Linked DNA regions of Sus scrofa: region 1 is linked to region 2. A link is a contact called in public promoter capture Hi-C data. All regions are on one chromosome and are shown on one strand. The core of a region is the stretch at or near the end of the contact, and the rest is flanking DNA. Distances in the headings are between cores, read along the strand shown. Region 1 overlaps TOM1L2 (TOM1-like protein 2). Region 2 has its middle 11 kb from the start of PRPSAP2.

Region 1 (4,659 bases), core at 1,600-4,099, 330 kb before region 2:
AGGTGGCTACAGCTGGTCGGGACTAGTGGGAGGCCTGGGAGCAAATGCAGTGGTGTTTCCATGGAGACAGAGCAGCACAGGACCAAGCAGGGGCTGGGGATGGCAGGAGTGGCCAGTGCCTGGTGTGGACGGGGAGCGAGCAGTGACCTGCCACCTGGCAGCCCAACCACAGGGCAGCTCACAGGGCGAAGAGCGCATCCTCTGACCGCTCTGGCTTCTTCCGGCCCGAAGGGTTGGAGGCCGGGGCCTCCGCTGGGGGAGAGGGGAGGCTGGGAACCATTTCTGCGGCTTTGGCCCTTTCTTCCAGGAATTTGTCGAACTCTGCAACACAACACAAGGCCAGGCCGGGATTGGTGGGGGGCTCAGTGGCACAGAGGCTCCGACCACCTTGCCCCCTGCTCCCCACGGTGGAGTCAGCCGCTTCCTCGGCTTCCTCCTCCTCCACCACCACCAGGGCAGGTGGGAAGCCAGCTGCTACCCTGGGGCGGGGGCGGGGCTGTTGTGATCCCCCCCCACCCCCCGGTTTTCCATTGTCTGGATTGGCACTGCAGGCAGGGCAGCGGGGCTGGAGGGGGGAGTTGCTCCTTAACCTTGGCAGCCTCCCCCCTCCCCCACCAGGCTGGGATCTGTGCCTGCGGAGGGAGGGGCAGGGGAGATGGGGGGAGAGGGGGGAGAGGTGAGTTGGGGGGCAGGACAGGAACTTCCCACCTGACCCAGCTGGCCCCCAGAGGTGGAGCCGCAGGATGTCAAGGCCCCAGAGGCTCTGACTGGTGGCGGGCGTTTTGCCCGGCTGCCCTGGGCCTTCGGGGCGGGCACAAAGTGCAGGTGTGGGCATGTGGACCAGGGACAGCGGCTGCAGCCTGCACTACTGTTCACCAGCCCTGTGCCGCCGTGACACACTGAGGGAGGCGGGGGTGGGGGCGTGGAGGTCAGACCCCAGGGAAAGGGGGTGTGACCCCAGAGCCTGGGGGGAGGAGCCAGGCCTACCTTCGCTGGTGACGCCCTCCTCCAGGTCGTCACCCTTCTGCGGGAGAGCAGAGACGCGTTAGGACCGCCGCCGGGCCCCTCCCCGCCAGCAGCCCCCCAGGGCGGCCTGTCCCCCAGGGCTCTGAGGGCACTTGTTCTTAAAAAGTCAAAAACAAAACGCTAAGCAGATTCTAGCCCGGGCCCCCAGGCGCTCTTCCACTCGGCGTCCTTGTCCCAGCCCCAGGCGGCCACAGGGGGCTGGGAGGTCAGGTCCACACAGGCAGCCGGGAGCCACGTGAGGCCTGGAAGCGCCAGAGCCGTGGAGCTCGAGGCGCTCTGGCAGGGGAGGGGAGGCCTCCCGGAAGCCGTGCCAGCCTCGTCCTGTGGCCCCAATCCCGTCCCCAAGGAGGCTCTGGGAGCGCTGAACCATGGGAGAGGATCAGACCGGCTTCTGTTTGGGGACCGCGAGGGTCGCTGAGAAGCCGGCAGGGACACGGGTGGGGAAGGGAGCCGAGGGGGTGGACACGGCCCTGCTCAGGGCTGGGAGGCCAGGCTTCCTTCGCAGCTCTGCCACCGACCCCCTGTGCGGCCAGCTGGGGGTCCCTGCCCCTTGACCGTGGGGCCCCTGGCCTCCTCCCAGGCACGGCACGGGCACTGCTCGCAAGCAGGGCAGTGTCTTCAGAAAGGCCCCCGGAGGTCTGCCCTCCGGGTCCTGGTGCGGGGAGGGGCGGTCAGCAGCCAGGGCCAGCCCGGCCAGCGCCCCTGGGGTTACAGAGCTGCTCTGCTCCCGGGAAGGGGCCCTGGGAGGAGGCCGCTGCCCCCAGGTCTGGGGGAAAGTCCAACCAGCAGGCCGTGACTCTGGATGAGCACATTCCTCCCCAAGTGCATTTCTTCAGCAGCCCGGCCTCCTGCACAGGGCGCTGGGAGGGAGTGGGCTGCAGGGGCCAGCGGGGGACCGGCCCGCAGCGGGGGGGACCGGCCACTGGCAGACGTGCGACATCCTAGCCTTCCTGCCCATCCCCGGGGATAAACCCGATGGGCTCGGGGGCGACTAAATCCAAGACACCAGGAGATTCCGGGGAAGTGGGGGGGCAGTGAGTTGAAAAACAAACACCCACTCCTCTCTGTGTATATTGCACAATTAAAAGAAAAAAAAAAAGAAAAACGAAAAATATACATAAATTAAAAAAATCAAAAAAGCCCAAACTCAAACCCCGAAAGAGCCCAAGCACACACACGCAGCTGCACCTGAAGAGGAAGCGGGACTCGTGGGTGTGCCTTTCGGAGGCGGGGGGTGAGGCTGGAAGCCCGGCTCTGCGCCCCGAGCAGGTGCGGACGTGGGGGGGGCGCCTGCCCGGCCTCCCTCCGCCTGCCTCCCGGGGAGAGTGGCCCCCGCGGCGGCCCCCCAGGCCCTTCCTCGGAGGGCCTCTGCCTCGCCACTCCCCACACGAGAAAGAAAAGTCGAGTCTCACCAGGTCGGTCCTGAGCCACACCTCAATGTCGTCCATGACAGAGGGCTGCGCCACCGGGATCTATGGAGGCGGCAAGCGGGGGGCGGTCGCCCGGCAGCCAGGCGGGGGAGACAGAACACCGGACACGTCAATGGTCAAAGCAACCCCAACGCAACCAAAACCAAAACAGACACGGAGCAGAACACGCTGGCACAGCAGGCGGGGCGCGCAGCAGCCCGTGCGAAAGGGGAGGGCGGAAGCGGCGGCTCTAAGCAGCAGGGCAGCGGGTGGCAGGGCGGGGGCACAGTACGTGTTCTTAACTGGGTAACTTTTTGTGCCCGTCCCGGTCGGACAGGGCGGGGAGGCCGTGTGGCCGCAGGCCCGGGCGGGGTGCGGTGGTCAGGGCGCTGCTGGGTGGAATGTTGCGCAAGGCGTCGGGCATTTCTGGGAGGCCGGCCGACGGAAGGCCAGAGCTTTCCTGCCACAAACAGGCCCAAAGCAAGGGCTCTGACGGCCAAGCGGACCAAGGGACTTTGGCTGTCTTTTTGTCGGGTTAGGGGAAAAATCCCAAAGCAGCCAGAGTGCAGCGGCCTCCTCTCAGGCCGCCCTTTCCTCCCACCTTCAGAGCTGTCGGAGCCCCAGCATCGGAGAAAAGCTCCACGGAGAGCCGGGCAGAGGTGGCGGGGGAGCGGGGGGCAGGGGGACCGGGCTCCCGAGCCAAGGAGGGACCCTCGCAGTGCCTGGGCCACCAGTGCCAAGGGCCTGAAACTGTCTCTGGCCAGAAAGAGTTAAGCTGCTGTCAGATGAGGTCAGATAATACTGCGATAAGTGAGAAGTAACCTTTCACCCCCTGGAGCCCCATTAAGGAAATGTCAGCTCCCCCCCAGAGAAGGAGCCGATGGCCCTTAATTGAGGTGTGGGGTCTGGGAAGTCCCTGGGGACTCGGACTCACTTCCAAGCTCACTTGTCAAAACACTGCCAGCCCCGGGTCACAATCTAGGGAGGAATCAAGGTAAAACAGGCAGTGAGGGGCTGGCCTCAGTGTCTGCAACGGGACCTGAGCGCGGAGAGCAGCGGGGCCCTGCGGTCACAGCCCTGCCCGACACAGGGCCACCCTGGGGGGTAAACCTGCCCAGAAGACCCCCATGTGGGTGGGCGAGGGCCTGGGCCCACTGGGGAGCGTGTCCAGCAGCCAGGCCGGCAGACCCCTCCTCTGGCTTCCACGCTCGCGTCCACCCCACCCAGGGGTGGGTGTCCACACACGTTTCAGAGGCTCAAGCCAGCCTCCGTCAGGTTAGGGAGGTTCTGTCTATGTTTTTGTTTTTTCTTTGCCTACTGGGGACCTAAGGACGTTTAAATGCTTAAAGAGAGCAGATTCACGTGGTTCCCGCCGTGGTGCCGTGGGTTAATGCTGATAAGCAGGGCCAGCGGGCGGCAGCCAACTGCAGCGGCTTGGGTCACTGTGGAGGTGCGGGTTCAATCCCCAGCCTGGCGCAGTGGGTTGAAGGATCTGGTGTTGCCACAGCTGTGGTGTAGGTTGCAGATGTGGCCTGGATTCAACCCCTGGCCCAGGAACTTCCGTGTGCTGCAGGTGTGGTCATAAACATATACGTATCAAGGCTTCAAAGCACCTGAAAGGACTCCTGGGGACAAGGACACCTGGTGCCCTGGGGGGAGACACCGACTGGCAAGCTGGCGGCTCCTGAGCGGAAGGTGGCAGGCACGCAGGGCTACGCGGGCTGGCAGGGCTTCTGCCCGACACACTCTCCTACGGAGAGGGCAGCTTTCCCTATCCTGATGCTTCCACACAGAACTCTTGCCCTCTGGGAGGACGTGGGTTGCGCCGCCAGGTTCCCAGAACCAAGCGTGCCACGTCCGAGCATCTCGGGGGAAACCGGCCAACAGCAGCTGCTGGGGCAATCTCGCGCCCCGGAGGACCAGAGGCCCTGCGCTTGCAAAGCTTGAAAAAAGACGCTAAGAGCCTTAGCTCCGGCTTCTGCTCACAGCTTTTTGTTACTGCTTGGAACCGGCCCCCAGGGACCGAGCCCGTGCTGAACTCTGCAAGAATCCCGAGAGCCAGCACGCTCCGAAGACAAACGCTGGCGTCTGAGAAGCCCCTCGCCTTCCAAACAACGTCCCAGTGAGTGTGGTGGGAGCCGGGGCCACTCCGGGGAGCAGGTGCTTGCGGCCAGAAGGGCGGGCCTCGGTGTCCCCATCTGCGACAGAGGCCAGCGGCTTCCCC
Region 2 (4,419 bases), core at 1,548-4,047:
CCACTGCGCCACGACGGGAACTCCATTCTTTTTAAGATTTTTATTTTTTCTGTTATAGTTGATTTACAACGTTCTGTCAATTTCTGCTGTACAGCAAAGTGACCCAGACATGTATATGTATATTTTTTTCTCACATTACCCTCCATCACGTTCCATCACAAGAGACTAGATATAGTTCCCTGTGCTATGCAGCAAGATTCTTTTTTTAATGGCCGTATCTGCAGCATATGGAAGTTCCCAGGCTGGGGTCAAATCGGAGCTATAGCTGCAGGCCTACACCACAGCCATGGCGACACCAGATCCTTAACCCACTGAGCAAGACCAGGGATGGAACCCACATCCTCATGAACACTAGGTCTGGTTCTTAACCCTCTGAGCCACAACAGGAACTCACCTTTCTTTCTTTTTCTTTCTTTCTGTTTCTTTCTTGCCATACCCGTGGCATGAGGAAGTTGCTGGGCCAGGAATCAAACCTGTGCCACAGCAGCGACCCAAGCCACAGCAGTGACAATGCCAGATCCTTAACCCATTGAGCCACAAGGGAACTCCTACATGCATTTTTTCTATTCTCTGGGGTGTTGTTTCAGCGCTCAGCAACAGGGACATGAATAGCAGGGGTGTAACAGGCTGGACGGCGCCCCCGAAGATATCAGGCTTTCATCCCTGGAACCAATATTCCTTTACTTGGGAAAAGGGTCTTGGCAGATCTGATCAAGTAAAGGACCTTGAGGCAATTTTCCTGGATTATGTGGCTGGGCCTTAGTGCAGTCACGTGTCCTTCTAAGTGGGAGGCAGGGGAGACAATGCGTGCGTGCGCGCACACACACACACACACACACACAAGGCGCCGTGAAGATGGAGGCAAAGATTGGAGTGATAATGCCACAAACCAAGACAGGCTGGCAGCCACCAGAGGCTGGCAGAGGCCAGGGACAGGTTCTTCCTGAAAGCCTCTGGAGGGAGGGAGCCCTCGTTGGCTCCTTGACCACATTTCAAGCATCTGGCCTCCAGAACTGTGAGATAAGAAGTGCATGCCGCTCTTAGGCCACTCCGTGTGCAGTGATTTGTCACAGCAACCACAGGAAACACACAGAAATGGCTTGAACAAGATAGAAGCTGCCAGCTTACACATCACAGGCCAAGAACAGACCGCCCAGGGCTGCTACGGGGGCTCCACAGACAGCCATGATTCAGGCTGACATAGCTTTCTGCTCTCTCAGAGCGCTCAGTCCTGGGGGCTGGCAGACCTGTACAAAGCCCAGGCGATTGTGGGGCTAAAGGGCAGAGACTCTTCCAGGGCTGTGGTCTGGAAAGTTCTAGAGCAGGAGTTGCTCAGGCAAGGCCTGGAAAGCTAAGCTCTTCGTTTGAGGGTGATGGCCAAGTGGAGGCTCCTCCCTTTTGATCCATTATGCCTGCCTCCCCATGTTCGCGGTTCAAGCTTCAGAAATCCTCACCTCTGGCTTGGCACACATGCCCAGCTGCTCTGTTCCCCCCTCCCGCCCCCGCCCCGTCACTCCAATTGGGTTGCACATCTGTCTCTCTCTAAGCTGCACGGACCAGGTCTTCTGATTCTTTAAATCACCCATATTGCTTAGCAAAGTGCCTGGCAACAAAACAAGTGCCCAAAGACTGCTTTGGGGGCTGGGGGAATGAGATTAAAAAACAGAATAAAACGGGCATGAGAGAGCTAGGCGTGGTGGAGATGGTCGGAACTGGTTCCTGGTGGTGGTCGCACAGCTCCATCAATTTACCAAGAATCCTTGGATCATGCACATAAAAACACGTGACTTTTAACAGGATGTAAATTATACCCCAACAAAGCTGTGTTTGTGTTGTTGTTGTTTGGTCTTTTGGTATTTTTCTAGGGCCGCGCTCGCGGCATATGGAGGTTCCCAGGCTAGGGGTCGAATCAGAGCTGTAGCCGCCGGCCTACGCCAGAGCCACAGCAACGCAGGATCCAAGCCGCGTCTGCGACCCACGCCACAGCTCACAGCAGCACCGGATCCTTAACCCACTGGGCAAGGCCAGGGATCGAACCCGCAACCTCATGGTTCCTAGTTGGATTCGTTAACCACTGAGCCACGCGGGAACTCCTCTGTTGTTTTTTTAAAGTCTAAAGTACTTGAGTAGCTACCGCGGAAAAGGCAGAAAGTACGCAAGGCAACCGGGGCTGCGTTGGGAGCATAAAGGGGCTGATGTTTAAAGGGTGCACCTGGCCGTACCTGCTGACGCTGAAAAATTAGTAGTACCCGAGGCCCAACGATCCCATTCACAGGTCTACACCCAACGCAAGTGCGAATACGCGTGCCCACACCTGCGAAAGGCTCCCGCGACACTACTTATGCACGATGGCCCAAGCCCGACACCAGCCCGCCGCCAGCAGCGGAAGAGCTGGACGAACGCGCTGGAGCCCTGAGAACGGCTGTGTTCGCGCCAAACACACCCACGAGGGCGCGGAGGACGCTCCCGGGGCGGCCGGAGCCCTGCGGGGGCGCCACGGTCAATGACAAGCTGAGTCACGACAGGGGCCGGAGGAGGGGCCGGGACACGGCGCGCGGCCGTCTGGACGCGGCCTCGCCGGCTCGTTCGGTTCCGGAGGAAGCGCCGGCGCACGCGCTTTTCCAGATGACCCTTCACCCTGGAGGGAAAATGCAAAAGCCGCAGAGCCGGCGGCAGCCTGGTTTCCCGCCTCGCCGCCTCCCCCCGGCGGCCGCTCTGCGAACTGCAGCGCTGGCGGGCAGGCGCGCCCGGGAGGCGGGTTCAGGAGCACCTCGAGCAGAAGGAAAGCTCCGCCCATCGGCCAAGCCCCGGCCGCGTGCAGAACTCACTCCGGGGACTCACGGGTTGAAAAAGCAGAACCGGCCGGGGCCCTACCGGCCTCTGAAGTGGGTTGGGCCCAGGTCCCCCGCCCCTGCACTCCCGTCTCACCCCTCCCGGCTCCCCAAACCCCAGCCCCACCGTCACCGGCCTGGGCTCCTTCGCGGGTCTCTGCGTGGCTGACTCAGGTCAGGTGTGGAGCGCGTGACGGAGGCGGGCCAATCAGGGCTGACTGTCCTTGATTGGCTCGAAAGCGAGCATGTGACTAAGCCTGGCCAATCGGAGCGAGACGTGGGACTTTGGCGGGGCATGCGGGGTGGGGCGGGGCGCCAAGGCAGCAACCTCCCTCCTTAAGGAGGCAGCCCCTGGAGCTGGAAGCCGCCACCTGGTCACTGTCTGCAAAGGGGAGCAACAGCCACGTGACGGAGCCGGAGCAGTGCCTGGCCACATGCTTGGATCGCTGGGTCCACGCCTGCCTGACGTGGAATCTAGGACTACTCGGTTGCGTGGGAAAGTTTCCTTTTCTGGCGGTAAGGCAATTTCCCCCCACCCCACCCGACCCCAGTGCTCTGCCACTGAAAGAAGGAAACAGAAGGAGTGTGATGTCCCGTGATTCCAGAACGATGAGCCCTTGGATTGGAGGGAGTGATGGCGACCTCAGGGGTGAGGGTAGTGCTGCAGGAAAGAGGAGAGATTTTTGCTGTGACTTGAGATCAGGGAGCTTTAAACGGGCAAAATTAAGTCACCAGTAAACCACGCAGGAAATGAAAGCGAGAGGTGAACGTCTCCACTTTAGATTTTATATCTATCTTTCGATTCCTGTCATCAAAGTTTCCAACCCCATGGTTTGATAAACGCACTACCTAGGTTTAACAAGTGTTAGCCTTTGGTCTTATTTACATTAACGGTTTGTTAAGCTACTCATTTGCAGACATCATGACTAGAGGGGGAGGTTCCGAAGCAGAACTGTGAATCCCCCCTACAGCCTCAAGAACTGACTTTGTTCTGTGTGTCCGCACTGAGGTGGCTCCTGCAGGATCTGTATGTGCTGTTAAACTGACCCACAGCCGCCCCTCGGCTCAGTGTCCTTGGCTGCTGGGGTTATTTTGACATGACCTAAAATGTGTGGACTGTAGCTTTTTTTTTTTTTTTTTTTTTTTTGGCTTTTTAGGGCCGGACCCAGGGCATATGGAAGTTCCCAGGCTAAGAGTCAAATAGGAGCTGTGGCCTCCAGCCTACACCACAGCCACAACAACGTGGGATCCAGGCCACATCTTCGGCCTACACCACAGCTCACGGCAACACCGGATCCCCTACCCACTGAGCGAGGCCAGGGATCAAACCGCATCCTCATGGATTCTTTCCACTGAGCCACAATGGGAACTCCTGGGCTGTAGCTTTGCTGAAGCATGCAAGTGGCTCCTAACCTCACGAAGCTGGCAGGGAACCCTGGAGCCAGTGGCTCCTCTTTGCTGAAGTTGCAGCGACCAGAACGTGCCCTGCGCGCAGTGATCAGAGCCGTGGAGAGCTGTGTGGGGAGTACTCTGTGTCCTCTGCAGCACTGCTGCGGCTTCCTGTTCCACAGCCTCTCTACGTCGGCGA

What was found. Promoter capture Hi-C pulls out the DNA fragments that hold promoters and counts their contacts.
Region 1: a contact with region 2 is called in a promoter capture Hi-C map of liver, with 3 times the contacts expected there. The contact joins two enhancer-like sites. A contact is called at or near these places in 1 of 5 promoter capture datasets (liver) and 1 of 2 datasets of contacts at active chromatin or transcription factors (alveolar macrophages).

What each region holds. Positions count from the first base shown.
Region 1 is chr12:60,721,666-60,726,324 of Sscrofa11.1, reverse strand. It overlaps TOM1L2 (TOM1-like protein 2), which reads right to left. Exons shown (of 14, transcript XM_021068013.1): 13 at 988-1,024; 14 at 1-321. The coding sequence ends at 179. Among named protein-coding and RNA genes, the nearest start is that of SREBF1, 10 kb to the left of the region's middle. Within about 2 kb of position 2,849, at least 21 of the 83 cell types and tissues checked have an H3K27ac peak or open chromatin away from gene starts, as enhancers often do. A contact at or near this core is called in alveolar macrophages and liver, where this site is marked.
Region 2 is chr12:60,396,194-60,400,612 of Sscrofa11.1, reverse strand. No RefSeq gene overlaps it. Among named protein-coding and RNA genes, the nearest start is that of PRPSAP2, 11 kb to the right of the region's middle. Within about 2 kb of position 2,797, at least 41 of the 83 cell types and tissues checked have an H3K27ac peak or open chromatin away from gene starts, as enhancers often do. A contact at or near this core is called in alveolar macrophages and liver, where this site is marked.